2 separate regions of the Mus musculus genome follow, and region 1 is linked to region 2. A link is a contact called in public Hi-C data. All regions are on one chromosome and are shown on one strand. Each heading gives the region's core, a stretch centred on a gene start, on an enhancer-like site or on the middle of the called end of the contact. The rest is flanking DNA. Distances are from core to core; before and after follow the strand shown.

Region 1 (4,832 bases), core at 1,895-4,394, 530 kb before region 2:
CGTGACACCCAGCACCAGAGGGCAAAGGCTAGGAAGTCTCAGAGGAAGCAGACAGACCTCTAGCCAGACAAAAACCAAAGAGAACATGGAAGGAAAAGGCGCTCTTCACCTGTGACTCTTGCCCTCTGAGACTCAAGAATTTATCACCATTGACAAAATTTGGTATGAAAATTGCCCAGAGAAACAATATCCCTCCATGTAGAGATATTTCAAATAAGTATCTTGAATGGCAGTGAACCACACTTAGGTGAAAGCGTGTTTGATCTTTGAGATAACTTCACTCCTTTCTCAGTTGCAAGCCTGTAGCTTTCTGAGACTTTTGCAAATGAAATTATGAACTTTGTTTACAGTCAAAACACACAGCTTCACTCCCTTGGAACTAGTGCACTAAGCAGTCCTTTAGTTCTTATGTCCTGTGGTTTGATTTTATCAGCTTGTGTTTCTGTTCAGCACAACTCTGAAATCACCTGGGATCTCATTTACTAAAAGGAGGAAGGGAGAGAGGGAGGGGGGAGGGAGAGGGAGAGGGAGATAGGGCAAGAGATGGGAGAGGGAAGGACAGAGGAAGGGAGGGAGGGAGAGAGATAGTTTCTTAGAAACCCTTTGGGTATGGTGACAAATGCCTCTAATCTCAGCACTGGGGAGGCAGAGGCAGGCAGATCTCTGTGAGATACAGGACATAGGTCCGAAAGAACGATGACTGGAGCCAGAGGCTCTGCCTGGAAGCCAGAGGTGATGGGAGAGCAGAGGAGTTCAGGAGTGGCTAGAGGCTGGAGGAAGAGGCAGGCTGACTCTGCAAGACAGATCAGCACCACCCTCATTTTGATTCCTCTTGAAAGAAAGATGAAATTTCAAGACCTGTAAGTCATATAAACTACTCAGAAATTGCTGGTTGTTTGTGAGCCTAGAGGCTGCCTGGGGCTGAGAATAAAGAAAAACAAACCTGGGTATGCCCCGTAGTTAAAACATTCCTGGGAACAGCTTAACCTTAAAGATAAACAGGAATGTGAAGACATAGCAGGGCTATCTGAACTGAGTCAACAACTCACAGAACTCTGACACCCTGCACATACATGTAATTTTTCTGCTGATGTTTGAATAAGCCAATAGTGTGTTGCTATGCTGAATTCCATACCCCTAAGCCCCTTACCCCATAAAAACCCCTAGCTTTCGAGCCTCGTGGCCGACATCTGTTATCTCCTGTGTGGGATGCATGTCGGTCTGGAGCTCCATCATTAAACGACCTCATATAATTACATCAAGGCGTTCTGTTCTGTTCTGTTCGTGATTCTTGGGTGCACGCCAGATCGGGAATTGAGTGGGGATTTCCCCACTAGGTTCTATCACTCTCAGCTTAGTCTACACAGTGAGTTCCAGCCAGCCTGAGCTACATGGTAAGATCTTACCTCAAGTAAAATAAATTATTAAAGGTGGTGCACACCTTTAATCTTAACATCCAGGAGGCAGAGGCAGGTGGGTCTCTGAATTTGAGACTAGCCTGGTCTACATTTTGAGTTCTAGGACAACCAGGGCTGTACCAAGAAACCCTGTCTCGAAAAGTAAACAAACAACAAATAAATATTATAATAATAATAATGATAATAATAATAATATAAAGAGAAAGGAAAAAAGGAAGAAGAAACCTTATCAACAGGGCTGGGTATAGCTTAGTAGGTACAATGCTTGACTAGCATGCACCTCAGCATCACTTAAACTGGGCAAGGTGGTACATGACTGTAACCCCAGCACTCTGGAGACTGAGGCTGGAAGATCAGATGTTGAAGGCCATCCTTGGAAGTTTAAGGCCATCTTGAACTTTCATGGACTACATGAAACCCTGTCTTTAAAAAAAGAAAAAAAAAAAAAAAGCCAGGCGTGGTGGCACATGCCTTTAATCCCAGCACTCGGGAGGCAGAGGCAGGCAGATTTCTGAGTTCGAGGCCAGCCTGGTCTACAAAGTGATTTCCAGGACAGCCAGGGCTATACAGAGAAACCCTGTCTTGAAAAACCAAAAAAAAAAAAAAAAAAGAAAGAAAGAAAGAAAAGAAAGAAAGAAAGAAAGGAAAGGAAGTGGAGGCATTTAAATAGTGAAACTTCAGAAGCCACAAATCCATATTCATGGCTACTGTTAAGACATTTAGGTGGCGTTCTCTCTTGAGGAGCCCAAACTCATACTTGTAGTGTGTAGTCTTAGCACTCCTACACTAGGCTGAGAGGCAGATAGGGTAATTCTGAGAGCTCTCCAGCCAGCTGGTCTAGATGGAGCACACAGCAGAAAGAAAGACCCTGCCCCCAATAAGGCAGGAAGTGTGAACCGACATTCAGGTTGTCAACTGAGCTCCGTGCACATTCTGTGGCACACGTGTGTACAATCACACATGTATGCACACGCTAAATGGCACTTCTACCAACAAACCCTTTCTTTGCAGACTCCAGATCTGTTTATACAGGTTGGGTCTGAAACCCTTGTGTGCTGTGAAGTCAGATCCCAGCTCTCCCTGAGGGGGGACCTCTGACGAGCTCCTGGTTCTGCTGGGTGGCTGTGTGGAGCTGTGTCTCCAGCACCTGCTCCAGCTGCTGCTAACTTGTCTGAGTTTCTTGTCACCCTCAGCAGGTAAAGGCGCAAGCCACCAAATCTGACAACCTGAGTGTGAGCCTAGAACCCACAAGGTGGAAAGAACCAACTCTTTAATGTTGTCCTCAGGCCTCCAGCCGTGCACATGCATGCACATGTGTGTAAACACGTGATTAAAAATGAAAACGTTTAAAGGGCAGTTCCATTCAGCTGTCACCCGAAGTAGACAACTCACTGAGATTTTTGGTCAAATACCAGTCACCATCTGTGGTTAGAGCATATCCCAAGTCTTCAGAGATTGCTCTACTGGGTCAGGAAGTCAGCAGAGACTCTAGCCCCACACTTATCCTCCATGTGGTGGTTTGAGCCAGAATGGCCCCTCTAGGCTCATATATTTGAATAGTTGGGCCCCAGTTAGTGGACCTGGAATGTTAGTGTCAGGACTCAGATGAGCTGGGAGAACACAGGTGCTGGAGTAGCCAATCAAAGCAACGAGCCACAAGTAGCAGCTAAGCCCCTCATCGCTCCAACCGCTACATAAGCAAGAGAAAGTGTCTCTGACACCTTCCTGTTTCCTTCCTGCAATGGGGCACGGTGGAGAGTCACGAGAAGCAGCAGTCCCGAGGGTATGTCACAGTGGGAGGAGCCCCATTGAAAGGCTAGCAAGAAAGGGTTGTCGTTCAGTTTCTCTTGCTGCAATAATAATTTTTTAAAAAGCAAGCAAACAAACAAACAAAAACAACCCTGATAAAAATCAGCTTAGGGGAGAAGGGGGTTACTGTAACTCACAATTCCAGTTTACAGCCAGACAGTGGTGATATAGCCCTTTAATCTCAGCTGTGGGAAGGTCAGAGGCAATCAGATTTCTACAAATTCAGCCTGATCTATAGAGCAAGTTCCAGGACAGCCAAGACTACAGAGAAACCCTGTCTCGAAAAATGAATCAAAACAACAACCAACAGTTTACAACTCATTGCTGCATGGAAGTCATAGCAATGGACTCTTGAGATAGCCACCCTAACACATGCACAATCAAGAGCACAGAGGAAACTAATTTATGAATGTTTGTTTGCATGCTTTTTTTATGATAAGCTTGATTTTGCACTTTTATACAATTCAAGACTCCCTGCCTAGAGAATGGTGCCGCCCACAGTGAGCTGGAGCTTCCCACCTCATCTAAGATGTGACCACAAACCAACCCAATACAAACAATCCCACACTGAGACTCTTCCCGGGTGATTCTAGGTTGTGTCAGATTAGCAAAGCGACTCATCCCTACCATCTTTATGCACGCAGATATAGGTAGGGCACTCAGACTGGCAACACCCTGGTTCTGAGTCAGAGTTGAGAATGTGTTTATAGGATTTTTCTTACCTCCTTCTTACAAGATAGCACCAGTGGAGGTGCCTGGAGAAGAGAAAAACAAAGGAAACAGCTGCTCTCATGCAAAGGACAGAGCAGCAGCTGTGTGGGCACCAGGTCTTTGACACCAGCTAAAGGACACAAAGCATGGACTTGTGGGGCCATGTGCCAAGGGCGGCTGCTCTCAAAGCATGCCCAGATAAGTCTGTGTTATTGTCACTGCCTGTCTTGTAAGATTGGAGCCAAGAGCCTTCGTTGTAACCAGAATGCCACCCAAGCACCCCAGTAGCACACAGAGGTTCCTGACCATGAAGGAGCCTCCTAGAATCTGGTAGTAGAAAGATCCCCAAAGGAGCTAGGCAGTGGTGTCACACACCTTTAATTCCAGCACTCAGGAGGTAGAGGCAGGTGTATCTATGAGTTCAAGGTCAGCCTACTCTACAGAGTGAGTTCCAGGACAGCCAAAATATACAGAGAAACCCTGGGGGGAAGGGGGACAGGCAGGGGGTGTCTCCAAAGGCTCAACCGTTAAAGGCTTTAACCACAGGGTGGCACTACTGAGAGGTGATGACATCTTTAGGGGTAGGGCCTAGGGGGAATGCCTGGATCCTGGGAAGTCATGTTGTCAAGGAGGTACTAGGATTCTTATGTCTTCTTGCTTATTTGCTCTCTGACCATGAGGTGAGCAGTTTGCTTCACCAAGAACTACCTGGGTGGGACCTTTCAGTCCAGCAGCTGTTGCTTAAGTTCCTTCCCAGGGGCTGCAAGCCACCTCCACCTCCTCCCAAGGTCCAAGGTAAGCAGGAGTCACCCAACGTTCATTCTGGGGAACAATGGAATCGCTGGGCTTCCTTACAGAACGTAGGTGAGGGGTTACCCACCAGGTATGAGTACT
Region 2 (5,005 bases), core at 1,914-4,413:
GTCACTGGACTCTGGCTTTTACCTAACCGAGAAGGAAAGGCCTTGGGCTGTACTTTGAAGTGCTGCCCCACCCCTCAAAGGTTCATGTGCTTGAAGCATTCCTCAAATTATACCGTAGTATGCATGCTGATGACATTTGAAAATTGGGTCCTTGGAGGTGATTAAAATTTGTTTTGTTTTGTTTTGATAGCCCTGGCTGTCCTGGAACTCCCTCTGTAGACCAGGCTGGCCTCAGACTCACAGAGATCCACCTGCCTCTGCCTCCTGAGTCCTGGGATTAAAGGCTTGTACCACCACTGCCCAGCTTTTGTTTGTTTTGCTTTGTTTCGGAGGAGGTGATTTAGCTTTGGTGAGATCCTGAGGAAGGGCTCTGCTATGGCATCAGTATATTTATTTATTTGCTTGTCTCTTTGCTGACAGAGCCTTGCTGTGTAGCTCACCTGACCTGCAATTCATGATCCCCAAGTCAACTTCTCGAATGTTGTGATGACAGGCGTGTGTCACCACACTCTTTTCTGTGAAGAGCCAGCCTGCCTACCATGCCTGACCTGATGATGCTCTTTTACCATTACATGATGCAGTAGGAAGCCACTAACCAGCTGCTTGCATGACTCTGATGCCATTCACTTGGACTTGTCAGCCTCCAGAACCAAGAGCCAGACAACATCCACTCTTCATGAGTTCCTTGGTCTTGGGTATTTAGCTATAGCGGCAGCAATAGCAGCACATCCTGGACTCTTCCTAAACCATCGCTTCCCGGAGCCTTAACCTACGATCAAGATGGCTCATATTCATATATATAGTCTTCTAGGTTTTAAAAAAAAGATTTATTTATTTATTTTATGTATGTGAGTACACATACCAGACACACCAGAAGAGAACATCTGATCCCATTAGAGGTGGTTGTGAGCCACCATGTGGTTGCTGGGAATTGCACTCAGGACCTCTGGAAGAGCAGTCAGTGCTCTTAACCACTGAGCCATCTCTCCAGCCCATCAAGATGGCTCTTAACTCTCCAAAATTTGTGTGCAATCAACCAGGGAGCTTTTCTAGCAGCGAGGGAGGTTCTTATCCACCCACCTGGCTGACAGCCAAGCTGGGCCTCCTGTGGGGGCACTGATCTTGGTCCTACTGCCTGTACCCCATCCCCTGGTCATTTACTGCATTCCATCTCAGTAGAGACCTGTAGCTTAGAGCTCAGGAGCTGAGGACAGCATGAGGCTTTCCCCTCTTCCCAGTAATTGGCATCCCATTGTAAATCACTCTAGACACAAGGCATGCACATTGTTCACTATGTGTGATGGCAGCCACCATCTTCTGCGGCAACCAGTCACTATTTCTATATACCCGGAAGTGTCCCATCTGTCAGAACCACCCCATACCCGACACTTCTCCACCTGCCACCCCCTCCAAGGCTTCTTCTGATGCCCACAGATCCTTCTATCATCCCTCACAGGCCCAGCTCTACATCAGAGAGCTCTCGTGTCAGAAGCTTCCATCCCCATCTTTTTATCTTCCTCCCTGCCACCTGGGACATGACACTTCTGGGACACTTTTTCCAGCCACTGCATTAATGAGCATCCTCAGTACGTCTCCATCCCTTAGACCCCATCAGTCTCCTCTGCAGCTTACAGCGGCTTGCTTTAACCACTGGCTTGTTGCTCATCTGTCTTCTGGGAAAGGAGAGTTGAAGCTACGCGTGTGCCCCTGGCATGACAGATCCAGGGGCCGTGTGCACCTTTCAAGGCAGGAGACAAGTTTGGAGGTGACAAGAGACCTGCTGAGGTCGGTGACTATTGTCCTCACAGGGATCTTGGCTGGAATTCCTCAAACCCCCACAGCGTGTCAGAGCTGTGCTGACCTTGGACACAGGATCTGGAACTGGTGAGCTATCAGTCCTCCACAGATGGGACCCAGAGTCTCCGCCATGTCCAGGCACGCGTGGATATTGATCCCTCGACAAGTGTCCACAGCCCACTGCCAGCAGGTCCGTATGCAAACCATGTAGGAGTGATTCTGGCACAGTCTCTTCTCCCTCCCTGCCTGCCCTCATAGCAAGTTCCTCTCCCACCTGAATCAGCCAGAGCTGCCGCCCCTGTGCGTCCATCCTCACTGTGATTTCTATGCAGACACACGTGACCTCAACATTAAACAGCTTAGCCCTCCACTGCGGAATTCTCTACTGGCCCTCCAGCTGCTCTGAAAGCCCAGTTCCAAGCTCATGTCTGCTATATCCTCCCTGCTACACACACACACACACACACACACACACACACACACACACACACACACGACAGATAGACAGACAGACATGCCTGCAGATCCAGGACTTCCCTTCTGTACGTCAAGCGTGTCTGTCACACTTCTGCCTCAGGTCTTTTTACACATGCAGTTCCCTGGGTCTGGACTGCTTTGCCTAGATATCTACTGGGGTGACCTATAATTTCCTACAAATGTTCAAATCTCTCCTAACTGTACACTACTAGTATGTACGGTCCAACAACTACATGGAAAAAGGAAGGAGGAAGGAGGGAAAGGGGAGGGAGGAAGTACGCCACACTGCCATTTTTGTTCCAGGGCCATCAGTCTCGTGGGTGCCCAGGAGCAAGCCAGATGGAAGCAGAGTCCAGGGGAGGGTGCTGTTCCACCCACAGTCTCCAAGGCAGGTGCTCTAGATGTATAAGCATCATGTCTGGAAGCCCCTTTCCCAGCCCCTCTCTAACAGACTCTTTCCACCCCTAAGCCCTGCCTTCCCACCTGCCCTCTGGGACAAGGACCTAAGAGTAACCAAGGTAAGGTAAGACAGTCCTTCTAGCAATCCTCCCAGTGCCCCACGGTGATCACCTCTGCCAAGCAGTGTTACCACCCTGAAGAGAGGAGAGGCCCAGGCAGTGTGTCCTCGGGCTCTCTGCGCATCGGCCTTGCTTCCCATCAGAATCGGGAGCATGGCATGTTCGCACCTGATGGAACGCCCTGTGTCTCCTGCCGCCTGGGTGTTTCACTGTGATGCTGCTACTCCGCACCTGGGGTGACCACCAACCCAGGACAGTGTCACCTGGTGTCCCCTCTCTAGCACCCTTGTTCTCGAATGGGGTTTGGGTTTCACATACAGCAGCTAGGGCCCCAAAATAGCATATGGCCACTTGCTGGTATCAAAAAAGGAAGTGAGAGAGGTGTGCTTCTTCCCCTTGGTGGAAAGGGCCTCTTTTGCAGCGACTTTCGGTTGTTCCCCAGGGCCTTGCTGACTTGATTCCTGCCTCATCCTCCGGTGGGAGACAAAGGCTCCCCTGAAGAGGAAGGCAGGTACACAGGAGGATCCTCTCTATATTACATTATTCCTGTGAACCCCAAAGGGGACATGCTCTGTAAAGAAAATTCCTGGAAGCAGAGTGACCTGTACCAGCCTAGTATCTGGCCAGCTTGAAACACCATGTTGCTAAGGGACAGAGTGAATCACATCTGAGGACTGAAAATAGCTAGAAATATTTCCATATCATACATTCTGAAGTGTTTTAAGTACCCCCCCCCATAGTCCCTAATGTTAAGGATAAGAAGATTCTCAGAAACTGATATCATTTAGTTGGTTTCATGGGTCCTTTAAAATCTCTTGTGGTTCAATTAAAATTGCAGACCATCCAGTTCCCCTATGGGAAACCGAGGTCAGGCACTCATCCCCTGAGGCTACTGTAGAAACAGCTGCTACTTTTAGCAGGATGTTCAGCTTGAAGGAAAAGTTGCAAGGATCTATTTTGTCCTCGCATGTATTCTGTATTCGGAACATAACAGGATAAGGCTGGAAAAGTAAGAGTGGCAAGTGGTGAGAGGATGCAATTTATCCCCGATTATGCCTTACGGAACCCCATCCAGGAAGCAGTTTGGAGCTGATGATCTGCACTTCACTGAATCCAGTCGCCCTTAGAAACACCGTCCTCCCCGTAGGCTTTCTGCTTGGACTGATGCATGTGGGAAGAAGGAAATGAGTTTATCTTGCTAAATTGTTCTTGCAGCTTCTTGAATGACCCCAAGCCTGCAGGCCTTCTCAAAAGATGTCGTAGTTTGACTCCGGGTCAAGGCCAAACTGTATCTTCTGTTCTTGTTTTGATATTACAGGCAATTAAAAATTGCTTTCACCAAAAAGCATCAGCTCATCACTTGAGCACAAAGCAACCAAAAGCAGAAAGCAAGCCTGGGGTCACGGCCTTCATTTTGAGTTCTTTCCTTTACCTCGGGTCGGATTTCTGCTTGGCTCTACACCTGCGTTACAAAATTACAAAGGTTACAAAAATGTTACAGAGTTACAAAGGTGTGTCTGCCTACCTCCACTGTCTCCGCTGCCTTCCAAGCTAAAGGCACAAAGGGAAGTAATTGTTCTAAACCTGTGTCTCCTTGGGTCCCAGGAACAACAAAACCTAGGGAGGCAGACACCCCACCTCCAAGATGAAGATAGTTATCCACTGGGGTGAGGCTGCAGCCTGGAGCAAGAGTCATCTCAAAGGAACAGGCTTGCTTTCCTCAAGTGACAGAGATTGCAGCTCCTTCAGAACTACCTTGTAGGACAAAGGCTGAGATAAATAAATAACCAAACCACACATCGACCAAGACTACTTAATTATGCTTTTTTTTTTTTTGTAGCCCTGGCTGTCCTGGAACTCACTCTGAGAACCAAGCTGGCCTCAAACTCAGAAATTCGCCTGCCTTTGCCTCCCGAGTGCTGAGATTAAAGGCGTACGCCACCACGCTTGGCTTAATTTTTAATGTGTATGACTATTTTCCTGCATGTATGTATGTGTACACATACGTACTTGGTGCCCATAGAGTCTAGAAGATGTCATCGAATTCTTGGAATTGGAGTTACAGAGAGTTCTGAGCTACGATGTGGGTGCTAGAATTGAACCCAAGTCCTCGGGAAGTGCGGCAAGTACTTTTAACCACTGCGCCGGCTCTCCAGCCCCTAATTATGTATAAACTTTAACCCTATTTCAATTTCTCCTCTGTTTAAGCCTAA

What was found. Hi-C and Micro-C count contacts between places; a contact is called where the count stands out from the background.
Region 1: a Hi-C map of B cells shows a contact between it and region 2, with 2.7 times the contacts expected there. The contact joins two enhancer-like sites. A contact is called at or near these places in 6 of 484 Hi-C or Micro-C datasets (B cells, brain, cerebral cortex and 1 more) and 1 of 115 datasets of contacts at active chromatin or transcription factors (astrocytes).

Annotation. Positions count from the first base shown.
Region 1 is chr11:61,637,268-61,642,099 of GRCm38.p6, reverse strand. No RefSeq gene overlaps it. Among named protein-coding and RNA genes, the nearest start is that of Grap, 14 kb to the left of the region's middle. Within about 2 kb of position 3,144, at least 46 of the 459 cell types and tissues checked have an H3K27ac peak or open chromatin away from gene starts, as enhancers often do. A contact at or near this core is called in B cells, where this site is marked.
Region 2 is chr11:61,107,224-61,112,228 of GRCm38.p6, reverse strand. No RefSeq gene overlaps it. Among named protein-coding and RNA genes, the nearest start is that of Tnfrsf13b, 17 kb to the left of the region's middle. Within about 2 kb of position 3,163, at least 49 of the 459 cell types and tissues checked have an H3K27ac peak or open chromatin away from gene starts, as enhancers often do. A contact at or near this core is called in B cells, where this site is marked.